Linked DNA regions of Danio rerio: all the other regions are linked to region 1. Evidence: chromatin contacts called from public HiCAR-type and HiChIP or PLAC-seq data. All regions are on one chromosome and are shown on one strand. Each heading gives the region's core, a stretch centred on a gene start, on an enhancer-like site or on the middle of the called end of the contact. The rest is flanking DNA. Distances are from core to core; before and after follow the strand shown.

Region 1 (2,865 bases), core at 254-2,753:
TTATCCCCCCTATGTCCTATTCGTTTTGAACTTTCCAACATTTGAACTTGGAATGATGAAAAACATTAAAGTCCTCTCTCTTAGGTGTAATTTGCTTTCAAAGTATTTTTTGTACAGTTGTTCAGTTTTAGCGATCTTCATATTGACAGTTGCGTTCCCTTCGTAGTGCACTTTGAAAACGTTTATGCCAGTTTGAATGCAGCCGTGGCTCATGACAAAAGCTACAGGTGATCTATTGCAGAATTTCCATTACGCCTACAAAGCTTGTGAAAACAAAAATATATAGCAAACGTTGATTGTTTTAATTTATAGTAGGTTATATATTAAGAAATGTATCTGTACTGTATATGACATGGGCCTGTTGGTTAGAACATTTCTGCAGTGGTTTGAATGTGTCAAATTGTAAGAGTAGACTTTTATATAGATGATTTATTCAATTAAATTTTTCAATAAAGATTAAAATACGTTTTAGCTAAGTCATTTTGTGGTTTAGAATAGAATATTAGTAATAATAAAAAATAATTCCTTACATTTATACAGCGCTTTTCTGGGCACTCAAATCGCTTTACACAATATTCTTAATAATATTGTAAAAGGAAACATTGGCCCTATACATTTTACATATTTTTACATATATTTCAATTAATATGGAAAACGAGTGTATGTTTTTACTAAAAATAATATTGGATTTTTTTTTAAATGCGTGTGTTTGTAAAACAATATAATTTGCACAAAAAAATGGTGGGGTTCTTCTCTAATGAAGTTGTTACTTCACGCTATTTAGAGCGTCAATATGGAGGTATAACTAACGTGGTTTAAACGATGGATCTGCGACAGAGAAACTACTATTTTGGGGAAACACTGGTCACTACATCGTTCATTTCCCAAACGATGCAAAGTACTATTGAAGTGAACTTTATTAATACAGGATGCTGGACAACCAGTGAACAGTGCATTACAGTAATCCAGCATAGAAGTCATTAAAGCATGAACTAGCTTTTCTGCGTCTATGATGGATAGCATACCAATTTAGCGACATTTCTCAGATTAAAGAAGTTTTTTTTTTGTGAGTAGGATATATGATTTATAATTTATAATACACTTTTATGATTTATAATGCATTACATTGCATTGAATGTATTACACGAAATGTAACAACGTTAGCAAAAATGTTAATATAAAAAACAATAAATCTAAAGAAGATTCAGCGAAATCTTTAGATTAACAACATATTTATAAGACTTTATCTTTCCAGTTCATGACACTGACCTGCTGGATAAAGTCAATGAAGATGTCTGAACGGCACCTCTAATTTTGTTTTGGAGTTTTACCACTGAACACATGTATAATTTTAGGCAACATGCATCTTGTCAGCGCATTCAGAGAACAGGGGCGGGGCGTGTTTGCAACGCTGTCATTCACTGGCTGCTGCTACTGTCAATCAATCGCGCGTTTCCTGTCGGTGTCCGCTTACACATTAAACCACGTGACCCCCCCTATATCAACACACGGACGCCATTAATATTAAAGGCAGAAGAGACGGAAAATCGGAGGTGAGTTCACAAGGAAGTGATGCCAAACGGAGCATTTGAACTCTTTTAGATGGTTGCACTTTAACGGGTTGCGTTGGGTAAGTGCTAATGTAATCGCTTACGGATTTATTTCGTCCGTTAACCTAGCGAGCTTGATTCTATCTGTAGTTACGGAGTGTCCTAGCGAACAAAAACAAGGCCTAGACATCTGGCAGAGTGCTGGTTTATTAATGCCTCTGACTCCTGGGATCACATGCAATCTAGGGCGTCTAGTTTAACGGGTCACTGGTGCATGTCACGAACATCTCCTTTCTTTAATGCGTTCGGTTAAATCAGTCTGATTTAATGGAGCCTTTGTCGGAGATAGATACACAGCGTTTACCTCATGTGCTAGCATTTTTGTTTTTTGGTGCGCTTGTAACCCGAGAGCTGTGCTGAGCTAATGCAAATCACTGATATCTCACCAGATTGATTTGTAGTAGCTGTGGTTTGCAGTCAAAATAATGCTGTTTGTCCTGTCAAGTTTATACAAGAGATCCGATCTGGAGGTGTCATTTTAGTAGGTCAACGTTATAAAGCACCACTTGGGTGCAAAACATTTGTAGCAGTAGAATTTGCACCTGTTGACACTTCAAATGTTTGACATACAAAGTGACGAACATCCCTCAAAATCAAGGAAGAGCGCATACATGGTTTAAAGATAGCTGTAAGCTCCTCAGAAAGGGGAAATTGAGTTAAAAATTTACTTCAAATGGCTCCTGAGTTTTATTAGTTTATTATTTTGTTAAGTGTGCAAGACTGGGCTTAACAAAATGTTCCTGCAATGGTTGCATAATCGGAAAACAAAGCCACAGGGTTTCACACGGGGGTTTGGCTCTTTTGCTTCTGCCTTCTGTTAAGTTACATACACACCCTGATGTTAATGTTTTTCTCGTTCTGCTTGACGTTCACTTTTAGCACTCAGGTGGCTTTTATAGGTGTGCCTTGTTCATTGAGGTAAAGTTTGTTTTGTATTCGCGTATTCAGACTTTCACCTTAATATATTTTCAGAAAAGTATTCTTTGCAAGTTCGAAATCATACTAGCAGCCAATGACTCTCAAGTACACCATTTGTTCACAGTCAGTTAAATAGTGCTAATGTTGTTTTGAAGTCATACTCGTATGCGATTTCACACCGAATAAGTGTCATGGTAAGCAATATAGGGACTGTGTCACAAGTTGGCACTAAAAGAAGGTGTGAATATAAAACCAACTTTACCTCAGTTATTTATTTTTCTATGAAATGGTGATGCTTATGTTTATGTTTTTAAAGGCAAAACAGGAAATTTATGCA
Region 2 (2,865 bases), core at 115-2,614, 190 kb before region 1:
TGTGCACCTGGTGTAATACACCTGCGTGTGATTTGAGCCTTTTAAGACGGAATAAATGTGAGGGTGTTTTTACTTTATTTCCTTAGTTTAAGAACATACATATCTTAGATTTAACTGTTCATATTACTTTAATCTCTCAGAATTGTTAACACTAAGATTAAAAATTCACGTTGTATTCACAAATGGTACAAAATACACAGGTGTTCATATGGTGTCCTAATATTTTCACATGACAAAAACTAATCTGAATCTGAACTGAATTAATACTAAACTGACTTGAACTAAAGGACATGTTTTAAAACAGCTTTAAAGCATTAAATCTGTTATTTTCCAGATTTATTACAGTAAAACTGAATCTGTCTATATGGCATAGATAGAAATAAAAATGATTGACAGGTAATTAATAACTCATTTTCTTGTCGGCTTAGTCCCTTTATTAATGCGGGGTCGCTACAGCGGAATGAACCGCCAACTTATCCAGCACATTTTTTACGTAGCGGATGCCCTTTCAGCCGCAACCCATCTCTGGGAAACATCCACACACATTCACACGCACACACACACACACTCATACACTACGGACAATTTAGCCTACCCAATTCACCTGTACCGCATGTCTTTGGACTGTGGGGAAAACCCACGTGAACGCAGGGAGAACATGAAAACTCCACACAGAAACGCCAACTGAGCCGAGGATCGAACCAGCGACCTTCTTGCTGTAAGGCAACAGCAAGACGGTCACTGGGTCGCTGAGTCGCCATTGACAGGTAATGTCAGCAATATTTAAAAATAAAGCAAAGCAGTTTAGACATAAAAATTAATACCAGGCAGTAATAAAAAGTTACAAATCATTTATCTATTTTAACTATTAACTAATATGATTATTTAAAAATCACAAATAAGCATACGAAGTGTACCTGCGCAACGTCCTGGAGGTAAAATCCCACAACGCGATGGAGCCGTCGGAGCCTCCGGACACCAGGTGAGAGGAGTCAGGGGAGAAGGCGCACACCCGCACCGGACTGCGGCCCGGATGCTCCAGGACGGCCTCGATCTCCCCGGTGTCCATCGACCACACCATCGTCGTGGCATCAGTGGAGCAGGAGGCCAGGTACTGTCCGCAGGCGCTGAAGCAGCAGCAGTGGACGCCGTAGCCGTGTCCGGACAGCGGGGAGAAGGGCAGCTCGCTGAAGTCTCGGCTGGAGTAAACACAGATGCTCTTGTCCGCGGAGCAGGTCGCCAGCAGGTCGCCGGAGAAAGCGACGCAATTTACATCGTCCCGGTGACTTTGTAAAGTGCAAATAAGAGACACCATGTTGATGTGTCCTCGTCTGTTCCCTTTAATTAAACGCAGGAAGAGGAAGTCTCTCACATAACGGGGTGGGAAACCACAACAATTCGCAATTGACCTTAGTATTTCTTAAACAGACTATAAACCTAGACGCGTTTTTTGTTACCTTTAGTTACTTTACAAACTTAATTCTCAAGTTAAAATTGACGCCGTGAAAAACGCTGTGTTATAACACCTAATTCGGGTCATACCTTATTACAATATTACATATATTTTAATAAAATTATCCGTTTATCGTGTTTATTTAACTAGTGATACTTCTAGATATGTGTATTGTATTTCCGTTGTTGACGTTATAATGTAAGATATACTGTATGTAATGTGTAAGTTATATAATAATGTTTGAAGCCAACGTACCTCTTGCGAACACTTCCCGGTTATGTCACGTGACTTTCATATAGACCACGTGGTTTTGTTTACTGTGGCGCTTTCTGGTATCGGTTTAACAAAATGTGTATTTGCTTATTAAATGTGGACCCATATTCGACCCATATGCACTTATTTGTACTAAGTAAATTAGATGGTAATAATTCTAAATCACAATATACACTAACCGGACACTTTATTAGGTACACCTTACTATCACCAGGTTGGACCCACTTTTGAGTTCAGAACTGCAATCCTTCGTGGCATATTCAACAAGGTACTGGAAACATTCCTCAGAAATTTTGTCCCATATTGACATGAGAGCATCACGCAGTTGCTGTAGATTGTCAGCTGCACATCCATGATGCGAATCTCCCGTTCCACCACATCCTAAAAATTATCTATTGGATGGAGCTCTGGTGACTGTGGAGGCCATTTGAGTACAGTGTCTCAGTAGCCCCTTTCACACAGTGATACCGGTAAATATCCGGAAAATTTCCGGAACGACTTTACCGGTATATTCAAAAAGGACCTGTTCACACATACAACCTTTCCGGAAAATTGCCGGTAATTTTCCGGAAAGGTCTGTATGTGTGAAAGGGGCTAGTGTCATGTTCAGGAAATCAGTCTGAGAGGATTCACACTTTATGACATGGTGCGTTATCCTGCAGGAGGTAGTGATTAGACGACTGTGGTCATCAAGGGATGGGCATGGTTAGCAACAATTCTCAGGTTGGCTGTGGTGTTGACACAATGCTTGGTACTAATGGAGCCTAAATATGCCAAGAAAATATCCCCCACACCATTACACCACCACCACCTGCCTGAACCATTGATACCATTGATAGGACGGATCCATGCTTTCATAGTGTTGACGCCAAAGTCTGACCCTACCATCCGAATGTCGCAGCAGAAGTCAGGACTCATCAGACCAGGCAACGTTTTTCCAATCCTCTATTGTCCAATTTTGGTGAGCCTGTGCCAATTGTGGCCTCAATTTCCTGTTCTTAGCTGACAAAATATGGCAACCGGTGTGGTCTTCAGCTGCTGTAGCCCATCTGCCTTAAGGTTGGATGTGTTGTGCATTCAGAGAAGCTTTTCTGCATGCTTCGGTTGTAACGGTGGTTATTTGAGTCACTGTTGCCTTT
Region 3 (2,865 bases), core at 145-2,644, 170 kb before region 1:
AAATTTCTCTTGTGGTAAATCTGAATGGATCAACAATACACAACATGTGGTATTATCACCAACAACCAACAAGGTAAATGAAGTTTGATTAAATTATAGATTAAATGACAGTTATAAAACATTTTGATTTTACTGTTAACACACCCGGACAGAGCAATTAAATAATGTATTATTTATTAGCCTACTAAATTATACTTCAGCTTATATTTTCACTTAAAATTAGTATCAATTCCTATTCAAAATACATACTTTTCAAAATATATACACTACCTGATAAAATTCTTTTCACCTATCCAAGTTTTAGGATCGACAAATAATAATTTGACTTCTAGTTGATCTTTTACTTTCAGAAGTGGCTAATATGAAGGGCAAAGGCCTTTAGATTATGCTTATTTTACCAAAAAAATATGATAATGCTTTGATTTTGATTATTTAATTAGGACAGTAAGGTCTGACTTCGCTTAGACAAAAGTCTTGTCACTTAACTCGAAATAATGTACAGTATAAAATATAAAATCATGGTGCAGTGGAAAAAGAATTAATATTGTGCATGACTCCCATGAGCTTGGAGGACTGCATCCATACATCTCTGCAGTGACTCAAATAACTGGAATGGCAAAGAAACTGTTCTTGCAGGACTCCCAGAGTTTATCAAGATTATTTGGATTGATCTTTAATGCCTCCTCCTTCATCTTACCCCAGACATGCTCAATAATGTTCATATCTGGTGACTGGGCTGGCCAATCCGGGAGCACCTTGAACTTTTTGCTTTTTAGGAACTTTGATGTGGAGGCTGAATTATGAGAAGGAGTGCTATGCTCTGAAGAATTTGCCCTCTCCTGTGAATTGTAATGTAATGCGCAGCACAAATGTCTTAATGCCTCTGGCTGTTGATGATGCCATTCACTTTGCAGATCTCCCTCATACTGAATGCAACCCCAAAACCATGACTTTTCCTTCACCAAACTTGACTGGTTTCTATGAGAATCTTGGGTCTATGTGGGTTTCAATAGGTCTTTTGCAGTATTTGTGATGCAGTTCTACAGATCTACCTTCTGCCACTTTTCCAAATTATCAACTATAAGTTATTATTCGTTGCTCTTACATATGGGATTGAGGACAAGACTTTTGTCAGGTAGTGAAAATTTTGTACTTATTTTAAAGTTAAGGTCAATTAATTTAAAGTGAGACTGGCTTGTTTTGCATTACTTGAGAGTTACTGTAGCAGCTGGTCAGAGATTAATTGCTTGACACTTTATCATGTTAAAAGCCTTTCACACCAAGCTCAGTAACTATAAATATAACAGTAACTAGAGTTGTACACACAGCAAATGATAACAATCTGTTTATTTTTAGTTCATGCTTTTCTTTTTGCATTGCCCCCTTGTAACCAGCAGATGTCCACAGTGTGCCTAAGTTTCTGAGTGTTGAAACCAGCTAGTGATGTGGAATCAATCCAATAAAACCAGGAATTTAGCAGGAAATAACACAAATTACTTTCCCAAAGAGGCAACTCGAATAGATTTCAAAACCAGCACAATCATCAATCTGCTAGCTTGGCTTGCATAACTTCCATGTAAATCTTCATCATTCCCTCCCATGGAATAACCAATTGTTTTCAAGATCATTATCTCTAAATAATCTTTGAAAAGAAGGCTTAACATCAAGCAGTGAGCTTCTCATAATACTGTCTGTTCCTTTAAATTGCACTAGCACTTTATATTTCGACAGATCCTGACTGGCAGTTCGTGTTTTGTCATTAGCTGCAAAACTGAAACTGATTCCAATGATATAATTTCTCGACATCTTTCTTTGTTATAGCTGTGGTCTGAATGATTAGTGTGAACAGCCCTTAAAAGACTAAGCTTGAAATACACTTTGATCGGAACTTTATATTAAGTGACCTTAACTGCTGTGTACTTACATACAAAATAGTACAATGTATGTATTGTGTTTAAAAATCCTGAAAACCTGTAACCATTGACATCCATAGTATTTGTTTTTCATACTATTGAAGTCAATAGTCACAGATTTTCAGCTTTCCTCAAATAGTTTATTTGGTGTTCAACAGAATAAAGAAACTAATAAAGGTTTAAAACCACTTAAAAGAGAGTACATTTCCATAAATGATAGAATTACATTTTTTTGTGTGAACTATCCCTTTAAGATGTGAGATATGGTCAACAGTGGAATAACAAAAATTTATTACAGATGTAATTACAAGTACATAATTGTTCAAAATGTGCACTGTATCAAATGATTCATTTAAATTTGAGTGCATAGTAACTAAGGCAACTTAAAGGGGTGGTCCAGAGTATTTTTAAGGCTGGTTGTGTTTATGGGTTGCAAAGCAATGTGTGCTAATGCTTTATTTGTAGAAAATCACACTTTTTTCATATATCTTACTTTAGTTATATACAGCTATTCAGCTAACATGAAAACGACGTCATTTTTCCTAGTTCCTCTGAAGACCTGCCCTCAAGAGGCTCTGATTGGTCAGCTAACATAATGTTCTGTGATTTGCAGATCAGCTCCACATCACCAAGAAGCGTCTCAGTTATATCATTACAGCGCCTCTGGCTACGCCCCTTCACTGTGTGGGGTGTGTGTGTGTGTGTGTGTGTGTGTAACTTGAAGGGTTTATGACATCATTAACCCGGGTGTATTTTTTGTAGTCCCCAAACTTCTTTGGCTGTAGGCTTAGCTAAGCTAACTCTGTAAAAGCCAATGTCTCCCTTTGCATTGAACTTTGAGTATATTACATTCAGAGATCTTGTTTATGCTCATACAGCTGCATTACAACAATATTACAATATCAACTAAACTTTAAAATATGATATCCTAGTGGACCACCCCTTTAAAGAA

Evidence for each region. HiCAR-type assays count read pairs that join an accessible place to other places. HiChIP or PLAC-seq counts read pairs in DNA pulled down with a chosen protein or histone mark.
Region 2: an H3K4me3 HiChIP or PLAC-seq map of gastrula embryo shows a contact between it and region 1, with 4 times the contacts expected there. The contact joins the promoter of wdsub1 here to the promoter of marchf7 in region 1. A contact is called at or near these places in 2 of 4 datasets of contacts at active chromatin or transcription factors (embryo and gastrula embryo).
Region 3: a HiCAR-type map of caudal fin shows a contact between it and region 1, with 4 times the contacts expected there. The contact joins the enhancer-like site here to the promoter of marchf7 in region 1. A contact is called at or near these places in 6 of 18 Hi-C or Micro-C datasets (caudal fin, embryo, hematopoietic stem cells and 1 more) and 3 of 4 datasets of contacts at active chromatin or transcription factors (caudal fin, embryo and gastrula embryo).

Annotation. Positions count from the first base shown.
Region 1 is chr6:12,772,704-12,775,568 of GRCz12tu, reverse strand. marchf7 (membrane-associated ring finger (C3HC4) 7) reads left to right here and starts at 1,503. Exons shown (of 11, transcript NM_001114580.2): 1 at 1,503-1,553. It overlaps LOC141386193 (a long non-coding RNA gene), which reads right to left and starts at 1,353. Exons shown (of 4, transcript XR_012407683.1): 1 at 1,270-1,353.
Region 2 is chr6:12,967,004-12,969,868 of GRCz12tu, reverse strand. wdsub1 (WD repeat, sterile alpha motif and U-box domain containing 1) reads right to left here and starts at 1,364. Exons shown (of 12, transcript NM_001077769.1): 1 at 918-1,364. The coding sequence starts at 1,315.
Region 3 is chr6:12,944,985-12,947,849 of GRCz12tu, reverse strand. The region is part of intron 25 of baz2ba (bromodomain adjacent to zinc finger domain, 2Ba); the gene reads right to left. Among named protein-coding and RNA genes, the nearest start is that of wdsub1, 22 kb to the left of the region's middle. Within about 2 kb of position 1,394, at least 4 of the 62 cell types and tissues checked have an H3K27ac peak or open chromatin away from gene starts, as enhancers often do. A contact at or near this core is called in caudal fin, where this site is marked.